Regions from separate parts of the Zea mays genome. Here region 1 is linked to region 2. Evidence: chromatin contacts called from public Hi-C data. All regions are on one chromosome and are shown on one strand. The core of a region is the stretch at or near the end of the contact, and the rest is flanking DNA. Distances in the headings are between cores, read along the strand shown. Region 1 holds the start of LOC100282424 (UDP-sulfoquinovose synthase). Region 2 holds the start of LOC100192685.

What was found. Hi-C and Micro-C count contacts between places; a contact is called where the count stands out from the background.
Region 1: a contact with region 2 is called in a Hi-C map of leaf, with 5 times the contacts expected there. The contact joins the promoter of LOC100282424 here to the promoter of LOC100192685 in region 2. A contact is called at or near these places in 2 of 25 Hi-C or Micro-C datasets (ear and leaf).

Annotation. Positions count from the first base shown.
Region 1 is chr8:92,786,295-92,793,259 of Zm-B73-REFERENCE-NAM-5.0, forward strand. It overlaps LOC100282424 (UDP-sulfoquinovose synthase), which reads right to left and starts at 4,572. Exons shown (of 3, transcript NM_001155335.2): 1 at 4,370-4,572; 2 at 2,800-3,851; 3 at 1,442-2,181. The coding sequence starts at 3,816. The coding sequence ends at 1,780. It overlaps LOC118473119 (a long non-coding RNA gene), which reads right to left. Exons shown (of 3, transcript XR_004851994.1): 1 at 6,495-6,965; 2 at 6,322-6,378; 3 at 5,424-5,506.
Region 2 is chr8:92,617,943-92,624,599 of Zm-B73-REFERENCE-NAM-5.0, forward strand. LOC100192685 reads left to right here and starts at 3,219. Exons shown (of 3, transcript NM_001137890.2): 1 at 3,219-3,367; 2 at 3,369-3,528; 3 at 4,805-5,548. The coding sequence starts at 3,363. The coding sequence ends at 5,293.

The sequences.
Region 1 (6,965 bases), core at 3,322-5,821, 170 kb after region 2:
GGCCCCACGGGTCAACCGCTGCCGCTACCAGCCATTTCAATCATGCGCGCACCCTTCTCCGGAATGTGCCGCTGCCGCGTGGGGCCGCCCCGCCAGCCTCCTCGTGTGCGCCCCCTTTTTCCAGTCGCTGCCGGGTGAGTCCCACGTGCCACACTCCCTGCACGATGTGCTCTCGGGTCTGGTCGGAGTGTGGGGCCTCAAAGTTGTGGCTGATTTGTGGGCCCAGCTCCACATGAGCTCGTCCTACCTTACGTGCGCGCAACAACCGGAGCGATAGAGGTGTATGGGTATATATGTACATGTGGGCCGGCTTGGTCCGGCACGTCACAGGCCTACAAAAGCACGGCCCACAAAAGTACGGCCCACAAAAGAATATATCTAATTATGGGTCGTGCCATGCCAGCACGTGTGCCCAGTTATCGGCTCACGACATGGCCCACAATATGAGGTTTTTATGCTTCATTCTTCCTGAAACGTAGCGGGTTTTCTCGAATTATTGGAACTTTGGAAAGGCCTTGTAGTGCTACCCTACCTCGCTTCCTCAGTAGAGGTGTATGAGGTCCATACAACCCTGTGGTAAATGAGTAACACGACTTGTGGCCTTGTGAGTAAAGATGCGCAACCTCTGCAGAGTGTAAAACTGGTATATCAGTCGTGCTCACGATCAAAAGCGACTCAAGACTCTCACATGATTAATTTATGGAACTAAATTTAATATGTCATATGCATTGCATTGTAGGTGTTATTATTAATTTTGATCTCTTATTTATTTGGGTTGATATCTACTTATATTTAGTAACTGCTAATAAAACTTTGACCAACTCTAAAAGCAATGCTCGGCTTTAACCATCTCATTTGGTAAGCCTTACACTTCACATTAGCTCCACTGTAAGTGGGCTCCTGCACATTATTCCTCACAACTTATGGAGCGATGAACGTATGTGAGCTCAACCTTACTGTACTTACATCCCCTAGGTTAATAACAGGTATCGCAGGACAAAGAGCATGGAAAATGTCGTGATGAGTTCGTGAGAGGTCTAGGCCGTCTCCCAGTCAACTATGGTTGCTGAATCATTGTATTCGTATGATGTAATTATTTTACTATTTTGTACAAAACTCTATTATATATTAAAGATGTGGCATTCGTTTCTGTAACATGGGTCATCATATGTGTGAGATTTGATTCTAACACACATTTGATTCGCGCCTAAATTTGTCCTTAAATCCGGGTGTGACATGGTTCATTGTTTGCTAAAGCTAGAAACACTATTTCCCCATTTGCCCATATTCGCAGGCCATGGATGGCGATCTAATGCAAGAATTGAAGCTCCTTAAATTCATATTGTTTAAAACCAGTGTTTCTCTCTTCTTTGATGTTGGTGATATGTTCTGATTAGTGTTTTGTTTTCGTGTTGGCTGTCTGCATGACAATGCAAAAAAGCTGGAATACAATTTCCATTATCCGAAAAAACTAATAACAATTCTTGCAAGATCTTGATCTATATCTGTTCCACCAGAGTTCGATCAGCGAAATGGCAACATGTGACAGGTGACAGCTTAACCCTCAGGAGCATTGTAAGACCTCAAGGCGGCTCGAGTGAGCAGCAGAATCAACTGACATGAACTCTTGAGTTGCACGGGCAACAATATAATTTAATATCGTAATAAACACCTCACTACCTAGCAAATCATACTAACGTGCATAATTATTACATTACATATGTCAATAATGTCAATGCCATGGTTGATATTATAACCCAGGGGAAGTTGAATCACCCTCTAAACAGAGACTGTCCGTGGCTTGGCACCCATCTTCTTCCACGACACACTGGGCATGATCTGTGCCGTGTCGACCCGATCCTTGTATTGAATGGCAAAATTGAGAAGCGAGTCGAGCAGGGAGTCCGAGAGCAGGTGGGGCACCAGGCCGAGCTCAATAAGCTTCGTGTGCTTGGCGTTGTAGTAGTGCTCCTCAGCCTCGACTCGTGGGTTGGGTATCGATTTGGTCTCCACTTCTAGCCCAAGCTTCGCTCCTGCCGCAGTCACCAGTTTGGCTAGCTCATTGACAGAGAACTGCTCGGTGAACTGGTTGAAGACTCTGAACTCGCCAGGTTTGGCTGGGTTGGCTATTGCTAGCTCCACGCACTGTACAGTGTCTCTGATGTCCAGATATCCCCGGGTCTGGAGCGGATAGGAAGAAAAAGTTTGTTCAGTAAATTTATGCCACACTATGCTGATCTAAAAGTAATTTGAAGTGGTAACTGAGAAGAATGTTCAGTAAATTTTAGACCACACTTCTTAACTTCTTTGATAGCTAATGACTATGCGATGGTCGCTTTTGCGTGTGATATTTGAAGAGCAGTGTTTGTATGTATAAGCAGAAGCACAGCCTATTACATTACTTATTATAATTGTGTTTGACAAGCTTAGGAGTCTGCAGTTTGGAGTACCATGTGAGATAAAGAAACTGTTGCGGAGTTCTCCCAAATAGGCGACCTTAAGAAAATCAGTGAGGTCATCGGAGTAACAGACTCAGAATATATAACAAGCAGGTTACCAAATCACTATTCTGGAGCATTTAGCAGGAAAAGAAGACAAATTCAATTTCAATACTTGTTGAGGTAGAGCTAACATGATTTTTCAGTTCCCAAGATTTATGACAAAATGCGAGTAGTGATTTCAACCACTGGCATTTTAAGTATTGATCTGATTGATGCACGCTAACAATTTCGACCATAGACATATTTCAAAAAAGAAGAGGGGGGAGTTATTTGGCACCGCGCTATAACAAAGACATACCTGACCACCTTTTCCATAAACTGTAAGTGGATGCCCAACAGCAGCCTGAACACAGAACCTATTTAGTGCGGTCCCAAAGACCCCATCGTAATCAAATCTGTTAGATAGCTCTTCGTGCATTGCAGTTTCATCTGTTCTGACACCATAGACCACACCTTGGTTAAGATCAGTGGCCCTTATACCCCAAGCCTTGCATGTAAATGCTATGTTGTGGGAATCATGCACTTTGCTCAGATGATAGAAAGAGCTGGCTTGTTTTGGATAAGGCAAGGTGTCTGTTCTTCCATTGTGAGTAATAGTGATAAACCCCTCTTCGATGTCAATGTTTGGTGTTCCATACTCACCCATAGTTCCTAGCTTAACAAGATGGCACTCTTCACTGTATTCCTTTATGGCAAACAAGACATTAAGTGTCCCAATGACATTGTTATGCTGTGTGTAGACTGCCCGCGAACGATCAATCATAGAGTATGGCGCGGATCTTTGCTCGCCAAAGTGGACAGCGGCATCCGGCTCAAAAGACTTGAAGGCTTCTGAGAGGAATTCAAAATCACATATGTCACCGATAAAGAGCTGGATTGTCTTAGCAGTGAGAGACTTCCATCTACGGACACGATTCTGGATGGAGGTTATGGGGGTAAGGGAATCAAGACCGAGTTGGTTATCAAAAGCACGGCGGACAAGATTATCAACAATCGCAACCTCATAACCTTTGTTTGAGAGATGAAGTGCTGTTGCCCACCCACAGTATCCATCTCCACCAATAACCATTACCTTTTTAGGTTTGGAGGATGAATGCTCATAAGCTTGCTGGCTACCAGTAAGAGGTGTTTGTGTCTGTCCTTGTACGGCAGCGCTAGCACAGGTAACATATGACTTCTTTTGTCTCCTGGAACAAGATTTGAGGGACAGATTTGAAGATTTTGAGTTCTGTAGTTGCCCAATATTGCGGCAGTAATTAGGAGAACTCGAGAATGTCTGAAAGCTGCAATTAGTGATCAAGTGCGCCATTTTCATAATCCTTTCTCTTTGAGCTTAAAGATGTAAACGCCCTACAGAGTAGTAGACATAAATTAGGGTCAGTAAAGGAGGGCGGAAAACTAGATACCAAATAGGTAAAAGATGAACATACAGAGCAAGTTAGATAGGAAAACACTACTTCCTTCAATTGACATTTGACAACATACTGTAACTTGTATTAGTTCCTGTGGACTTGTCTTAGCCTTGTGAACTTGTCCCTTTTTTGATATACAGATTCAAAGACACATTATCCCAATTAACTATTATACCTTTTTTAATGAAAGCTTATGCTCCCAGCAATAAGTGAGACCTCTTCCCCAATCGCTCTTCTAACAAGCATATTTAAGAGAAAATAACTAAAGTTTCCGAACAAATGAAGAAAACACCGAGTTTATTATATCCGGGACAGCTAAAACCTCAAACACGTCGGTCTCTAACTGCAAGCGAATCCGCAGCAAGCTGGATGTAGAGATTTGAATATAGAAGCTCGCAACAAAGAATCCGCCGAACAGAAGCAGCAACCCATCCGAGCAAGGCAGCAAGTGCTTACCAGAAAAGGAGGGGACAAACGACGTCCGGATTCTTGGGGGGACGAGGATGGCTGCGAGAGGGAGAGGAGCTAGAGGGAGGCGGAGCGGAAGAGGGGGATTGGAATGGACGGATATCATATCAGCGGGAGGCAAGCAGGGAGGAGTGGTATATTCGGGCGTTGCGATTCGGATCGACTGCGGCAAGCCGCAAGCGCGATCCGACATCACAACCATCGGATACGCATAAAGACCATCTCACTATTTACCATATTTAATTTAATTCATATACAAATGTGAATATTATACGATATAAATATTATAGAATACGAATACAAAAGGATAGATCGAATTCAGATTCACATTTAGATACTTGTTTGATTTGGCACATAACCTTATAATAAGTATCAATTCGTTTTATTAAGTTTATAGTCATAATTTTTTTACCATATTTATATATTCTTTTACAATTCCTATAAATACATACATAGTAATACATTTAATTGATATAAAATAATAAATGTGCCAAGAAATTGGAATTTATCAATTTTCAAAATGAAAATGATCCTTTATGAAAGTGTGCCGCAAAGTGTAAATAAAAGTAATGATGAAATTAGTTTATACAGTGTGAAATGGAGAGTAGTAGTTGAATGCTTATAAAACTTACTAGGTGAGTGCCCGTGCGTTGCAACGGAACCGTATAATAACATGATAACTTATGTACATATCTGTGTTATATTGTTATAAATATGTGCTCGTACGTTGCGACGGAAGTAAAAGATTTGTATGAAACATTAATACGAAACGACAAACATCACTATAATATGCAAAATCCGTGTGCAAAACATTATCAACATCACACAAATTATTTCTAAAAAGTTAATTTAGAATTTTTAATTACAGACAAATGTTATATCACACAAATTATATACATCCCGAGTGAATTAGCAGTGCATGACATCCCAACCCTCATTACCAATTCATGGGGCACAATTTTAATGGTCGCATCCATTTTGGAAAGGCCAGTCCTCCATAATACAAAATGTATCATTCTGTAAATCAGACAACCTTGGTTGTGATGAACAGATCCTCCCTAATGGTAAGTTGGGTCTTGAATTCCTCCGTGAGAACACTAACTTCATCTTTATTACGGTAGTCATCTGCAGACAAAGTCACCATGCACAGACTGTAAATCACCAAGTATAAAAAGGAGAACTCATGTACTGACGCTAATATATGGAAAGTGCCATGAGAACCATTCGCTGAAGTGTTTTGTTGACAAAGCAATAAATAATCATACTAAAGGAAAATTGGCATATTCATATTCTCAGAGTTTCCGACCAGAGCACATTGTCTATAAATATTGTTTACGATATCTATTAGATAATTAACAATAAAGAGTTCTGTAGGAGAACAAGGAACAAACCTGACTACCATGGGGAAGGATTTATGTCCTTGTCAAGCGAACCCAAAAGAAAGATTGTCACGATCACAATGGTGTGAACATGATTCACATTCAACTTCATCTTGGCCCTCCTATAGCTAAGCCCCAGGCCAAGCTAGGCCCTCCCCTATTATGAATCCTACAATCGCCATGGTAAAATGTTATTTAACCTTGGCCCTGCTATAGCTAAGCCCCAGGCCAAGCTAGGCCTACCCCAAGTCTGACTCCTACAGTCACCATGGGAAAATGTTATTTATTTTCTTCATATGGGTTATTTGGATGAAAACATTTACATCTCGGATGAAATCACCAAAATCAATGACACCCCTTGGTTTGGCATTGAAAAGACCAAACGTCTGCAAAGGCAATTTCATGTTAATTTAACTGATGCCAAAATTGCTTAAAGCACAATACAATAGTGATGAAATACAAATGAGTATAATTGCCAAGCAGATTCTTAAACAGTTCTAGTTGGAATTCTTCCTGTGCAATATAAAATGACCGCAAATATTAACCACTCTTGTCAAATACCTGTTGATCTGTTTGGGCTCCAGATAGTTCGCATCATCCCACTTATGATCAGAAAGACTGGAACGAAAGGGAAAATGAAGAGTTACAATTTTGCTTGCATGAGAAAAAGGAACATCAGTTCAGCATATAATCATTGTGATTTTTAATATTTACTTGTTACTGGTGGAACTTACGTTAGTTCATACAAATAGTGTAGGAGCTCCTGAAAATCACTCAATTATCCACTTGCTCTAGGCAGCGCCTTGAAATCACTGAACTCCCCATCGAGAAAATGGCATCTATATGTGTAGAGAAGCTGGTCTTCCAATTCTGTTCTGACCTATCTCGTAGTTAGTGTTAAACGCCATACTCAACCATAAGCACAATACAAAGAGCATAATTGAATCATTAACCTTAATCCCTGGTAGCCCACGCAGACCTAATGAAGAAAATCTTGGTACAAAGAAAGGGACAAAGTTACACAAAAACACACTGGAACATTAGGGCCAAAACTGATGTGTTTGTCATGCATGATATGGCAGATGTGTAAAGCAAGGGAAGGAGAAAACTTACATGCATAAACCATATGCATGTATGGATCCTCACAGATCAAGCCATGGCAGTGGAGGAACGACATGAAAACTTTAACAAAATATTACCTGCTC
Region 2 (6,657 bases), core at 1,969-4,468:
TGTTACGCCGAAGCTTTCCTGCTCACAGCTTCGGTGCTGTGTCGACCTTCGTATTCTTTGGGCTTCTCCCACTGTGGTACCGATTCGAGTCCGAAGATACCTGTTCACACATTATACTCCAGAAATACTGTTAAATCTTGTTTTTGAGGACCTTCGGAAGCCGAAGGCCCCCAACAGCGCCAACCTCGCTGGCGAGCGTGTTAATGGCGAGGCGACGAGGCGGGTGGCGACCGGCGGCGCTAGCACCGATAGCTTGGTCACGGACGCGAGGGAGGGGTTGACAAGCGGGGCCCGCTTGCTAGAGAGAGGGCAGTCGCGAGGGAGCGAGGGCGGGCGCGGCTGACGGGTGGGGCCGGGCTGACAGCGGCGTGGCACGAGCGCGGACGCGAGAGGTGGGCCGCGTGGGCTGAGCGGGGGGGAGAGGAACGACGTGTGCGGGAGAGAGAGAGGGGGGTTGGGCCGGATTCGGCCCAGCCGAGGGGGGAGGAGAGATTTTCCTTTTTTCTTTTTCTATTTCTTTTATCTCCTTTTTCTTTTGAACAAATATTTAGCTATATATTCTTAGGTGTCAAAAATATTCTATGTGAGGTGCTACTAATAATCATGGTGTATGCATATGATGAAATGTCTTATGAGGTGGGGTCTAGAGGATTAGGGCTTCTAACCTTGGGATTAAATTTTGGGATGTTACATCCACCGTGTATTGTGACAAGAATTTCTCCTTCGCTTGACACATGTAGTCCTCGTATTGCTATTGCTCATCGGCCGTCAGACTTTCAACAGCCAGCTTCAGAATATTGTATGGGGAGATATCGATGTGATATTTAGAACCAACCATTTGAGGGCCTGATTTTTAGTAGATCTAGACACCTATTCCCAGCGGAGTCACCAAAAAGTGTGTTGGCGTCAATCTAGGCACCAAACACTGGAAAGGACCCCATGGTGGTGCTCTCTACGGAGGCGCGGACGGTCCACAGCACAAGGCCGAACGGTCCGCGACCTAGCGCTGGAGCGTCTCCTCCTCTGCGTATGTCCAAACGGTCCGCGCCTGGGGCTCAAACGGTCCACGATGGCACAGAGGGTCTTCTTCTTCGCAGCAGACCAAGATCTCGCCTCCCGGGAGGGACCCTGTTGGGGAGGAGAGATCCTAGGGTGTGTCTTGGGTTGGTAGGCCACCTAAGATGCCTCTAGTCGACGTAGAGCCGAAGAGAGGAGAAGATTTGAGGTAGAGGGAGGCTAAACTAGGGCTAAACTAGAACTACTCCTAATGCATAAGGTAAAAACAATAAGTAGATTTGATTTGATCGATTGTGGGGGGTTCAATCGGCCGTACCCCTTCATTTATATAAAAGGGGGAGGTCTGGACCCGTTACAAGTCGTATCTCGAGTTAATCCCACAGATTTAGCTAACAAATCCCACTAGAAACTCGTAATCCTAATTGATTCTGCGCATGCGCGTACCGTCCGAGCTACCACCGGATCATCCGGCCTACAGGGCCGAACCGTCCGCTCCCAAAAGTGGCTCAACGGGGCTTACCAGCCATATAATCTCGCAATATAATTCTTACTATTAGTAAGGATTCAAAGTAGAATGCTTTCTACAACAAACACTCAATACAGGGCATTTTCTTCACCTTCTTCGTCCTGTCCTCTCTCACTTCCGGAATTCAACTTTTTGCCGAGTGTCAAATGATTTGCCGAGTGTTTTTTTTCGGGCACTAGTCAAAGAAGTCAAACAAAAAACGCTTGGTAAAAAACACTCGACAAAGGATTTCTTTGCCGAGTGTGTTTTTCCAACACTAGGCAATGTTAATTAAAAAATGCATTTTGAAGGAATAAATTAATTGGGTAGAACGACGTTTGCTTTTGGTTAGGACGACGTCGTTGATTGCGACTCAATGGTACGTGCAGAAGCATGTCGTTGTTGCACAAGAGTTTATATAGGTTCGGTCCACGTTAGAATGTGTAACACCCTACTTCCTGTTGTGGCTGTGTATTGGTTTCTGGAGTATGAAGGTTACAAGTGAGCTCTGCGATTGCTCAGGTGTTGTTGATGAGGACGGGTTGAGATGATTTTGTAGGGGTGCCCCCTCAGCCATACACAACCAGAGAGTTATCCCTTTACAAGTTGTGATCATTGTCTACTTCACTTATCTCCTTCTTTGTCCCAGCTTGTAGTCCTACATATCCGGGGTCTTGACCATCTTCTCGCCCGAGTTACTGTCGAATGTTTAGCTCCTCAGGTGCTTACAACTGCACCACCCGAGAAATCAGTGCTTTGGTAGCGCCTAACTCGGACGTTGGTCTTTATCTTCTTGAATCAGATTCGCCGATCCGGTTATGACATGCTGGCCTATCCCGTAGGATGAACTAATAGGAGGCCCATTAGGCGACCCATGATATATTTTAGTGTTCATGAGGACCCAGGAGATATCTATTCCTCACAACCATGCCCTGGAGGCTGGTGCCCTGGTGTGGATCTGCTGGAGGCCAGAACTATAGCAGAGTTTTGTATAGGTTGGGGATTTTTTTTGCCATGGTTATCGCATGGATGAAAAGAGTGGCTCAATTGGCCATAGGTGCCATGACAATCTATTGGGTCGAGTGGGTAGGAAAGCTAAGATATTTTAGCCGAAATTAAAAGAGTTTATTCACTTATTTGATTTATTTTCTGTTTTATATGTATATACACTATATACATGTATATATTGAGTTTTCTTGCTAAAAATAATTGGTATTCAGTTGAATACCATTGAATTCAATGGGACCCACCATGTGTCTACCGTGAATTGGAGTTGCTAGTTTGATTAATAATTCTATAATAAATACCAGATTCAATACCAAATCAACTGTGGTATTGAAATGAGATGTTATTTCTATTCTATTGTTTGGATGTCGCTGAATTGAGGTTTAAAATTGTGTGATCTAATTGCACATAATACAAAAGATAATGCTCAGTACTGGGAGAATAAGTTTATAGTTAAAGTCCAAATCCAGAAAATTAAATCTATCATTCCAAATCTCGATTCTATACGTAATCAAACAACGGAATTTTAGAAAGCTGGTTCTAATTCATAATTACATCCTAACACGCTGTATAGAAGCTCAATGATAAATTCTTTATACAAATTCAATTTTTGACTTGCTGAGGTGGTCTAGGACCCTTAGTTGGACGAGTGACAAGTGCTCTCCCACCACCACCCGCCAGCTCAAGCCGCAAAGGCCAGGCCACCACTCCTTACCTTTACCTCTCTTTTTTTTCCTTCATTCACGAATCCCTTCTTCCGCCTTCTTCGTCGGGCCATCCTCACCGACGAGAAGAGATCTCCTCTTCGGCACGAGGAGGACAGCAGGGGAGAAAGATGGGGGGGGCGGGTGGATCACGAGTACTCTTACCTGTTCAAGATGGTGCTCATCGGGGACAGCGGCGTCGGCAAGTCCAATATCCTCTCTCGCTTCACGCGCAACCACTTCTCCCTCGACTCCAAGTCCACCATCGGCGTCGAGTTCGCCACCAAGTCCCTACAGGTGTGCCTCCATTTGCCCCCCCCCCCCCCCCCCCCCCCCCCCCCCCCCCGTCTTCTATTTCTCTGTAGCTGTTCTGTACGCGCGCGTTAGTGGATGGTCTCTTCGCGATCCCAACCCGCCAGATCTCGATCTTGGCGACTGGAAAGATTGCGGTTGGTAGCCACCCGATAAAGCTGCTCGTTTCGTCATACAGTGTGGCTTACGACTGTTTTCTTTTTCTTGTGAAGTTGCAACGAAGAGGCAAATTTAGGTGGAGGGTTGATAAAAAAATACCTGCGGAGATACTGGGAGTTCACCTGTTCAGTGTTCACACGTAGTGAATGGCCTCTTGTATCTATTTTCTTTTTGTTTTTCAGCGGTCCTGGTTCATGGTTCGAGTTCATTTTTCAACCATCAAACTGCGGAGTGTGAGCCAGAGTTTCAATGCTATACTATGGAACCGTTAATAGGCATCCATTGACATCCTTAAATTATTACAAACCAGAAAAGTACGAAACTATTACAACTTTTTAAAGGTTGTGTACCTGTTTATGATATATATATCAAATGAAAACAATATCTAAATGACTCTAAATAGCACACCAATGAAGAAAACTTAAACTAGTTTCATTTTTTTTTGATTGAAAATAAACCAACTATGAACTTTTGACTAAATTTTATTACTTTTAGAATGTAGAAAACTACTTCAAAATTGGTCATTAGACCGAAATTTTCTGAACTGTTGGAGGTTTTGTTTGTTATCTAGTTTCATAGTTTAGGGCTAAAAGCTGGACTGACATCCAACGTGAAAACCCCCTTTTAAAATTATTAACGTATCACTCCTGTTATAAATTATAAAATATTTAACTTTTTTAGAGTGGATGCATAATGCTAGTTGTTGCTACCATGATACCTTCTCTATATCATAGAGAAATTGTTCTCTTTTGCCCCAGGATCATATCATAGCGTTTGGTGTAGATTGATTGATAGGTCGATACGCCAGCTACTGCCGCTAGTCTGTATTATGCGGCATCCTGTCTGTCAGTAGAGTGTTAGGTGAAACCAAACTGTCGTCGTAATACTTTTCCTGCCATTGTGATTCCTTCCATGATAATGACACTGTCATTGCCGTTCTATTAATTGTACTGGACACAGCTTCTATTTTCGCTCAGGACTGCTGGACTGGTAATGTTTGATGTGCATTTAAACCGGAACAAAATCTGAGAGCATGGTTTATTACTCTAGTTACTTACAACTATGTCGCTAATTAAGATTATCCTTATCTTCTTTCACACAGATTGACGGCAAAACAATAAAGGCTCAGATCTGGGACACAGCTGGGCAGGAAAGGTACCGTGCGATTACAAGCGCCTACTACCGTGGCGCCGTGGCCGCCCTGCTTGTGTACGACATCACGAAGAGGCAGAGCTTCGACAACGTTCACAGGTGGCTTCGTGAGCTCCGCGACCACGCTGACTCCAGCATCGTGATCATGATGGTGGGCAACAAATCCGACCTGATCCACTTGAGAGCTATCTCTGAGGACGAAGGCAAAGCGTTGGCTGAGAAGGAAGGGCTGTTCTTCCTCGAGACGTCAGCTATGGAGGCCATCAACGTGGAGGAAGCCTTCCAGACTATTATCACGGAGGTGTATGGCATCGTCAACAGGAAAGCGCTGGCCGCCAAGGAAGCAGCAGCCACAGCTGCCCCATTGCCTTCACAGGGCAAAACCATCAGCATTGACAGCAATGCAGGAAATACAAAGAAGGCATGCTGCTCTACATGAATAAAAAAGATGTAACCTTTTTAAAATATGGTAGAAAATGGAGCATATATAGTCATCATAAAATATGGTGTGGAGGCGATATTATAACTACTGCTATTCTATTCTTTTCTTTTCTTTAATTTTTTTTTGTGTGTGGACAAAATCGAGTACATGCAGTGTTTCTGAATCAAAAGTTAGATATTGTATTAGGATTCATACCTTTTATGTTCTCCAAGTTGAATGGTACTACTGCAGAATCATAGTCCAATGTTACTGTAGAGTTCAAGTGTGAATTTGTGATTTTATCACGCGTTCTAATTGTAAGACAATTTGTTTTGCTTTTAATTAATTGCCAAGGCCAGCGGCCAGCAATCATGTCGTCTACGCTCGCTGATGATGACCGACAACGTTCAGATCGTGGTCCACGAGCCTTGATGACGTACCGCTTAGGGTGCCGTCCACGCATCCTGATTGTTCTGTTGGTGGTCCGTAGTGATGGAATCGGGATCATATTTGAATGAAATCAGATCCGGATATCATCTTTTACCGTATTTTAATTTGAATACGAAAACAGTAAGGTCTTGCATTTTTGTATTTGCATTCAAATTGTGAGACAAGTTCAAATTAGGAAAATAGAATTTGGAAATAGAAATAGAAAATAAAAGAGATTGGGAAAGAAAATTTTAATTAAGTTATTTATTCCTCCCATAAATAAATAACAAGGAAAATAATAAATATTATTATCATAAACAGTAAGGTTTAGATTCACATTAGTATTAATTTTGACACTTGGAATCTGAAATTCAAAATAGGGATTTGAATTTAGGTTAAATGCTTCAAATTGAAAGTAGAAATAGAAAAATAAAAGAGGAAAGAATTCGGATGGGCCGCTACTGCCATTATTGGCCCATCTTCCTGCACCAGCCCACTACTCGGTCAGCCCGACACCCCACCACGCGCGCTTCTGTGGCCACTGAACGGTGGGACCCGCGGGTTGGGAGCTTGGCTTTGCACGCGCGAGACAACGACATGCGGGGCCCCCTTGTCAGCAGAATCGCGTGTGCATCTGTGTTTCTGACCGATGGGTCTCGCGGAAAGGATAACCAGTGGGCGTCGTGTGCCTCTGGTGAGTGGGCCCATGTGGCCAGACTCTTCTTCCCTCTGCTGAAATCGCGCAACAAATCAAACTCGTTGGCCCGCCATGGCCGTCGCCGGAGATCTCGAGGTGGCCCCAAACGTATATATCTTATAACAAAGTAATGTCATGCATATCATAGAGATAAAGGAGTAAAATCATCAATAATTGATGTGACAAATAAACTCTTAACAATGGTGGTTAATAAACTCTTAATAGTAGTGATTACCTCTTATAATTTAACTCTTCG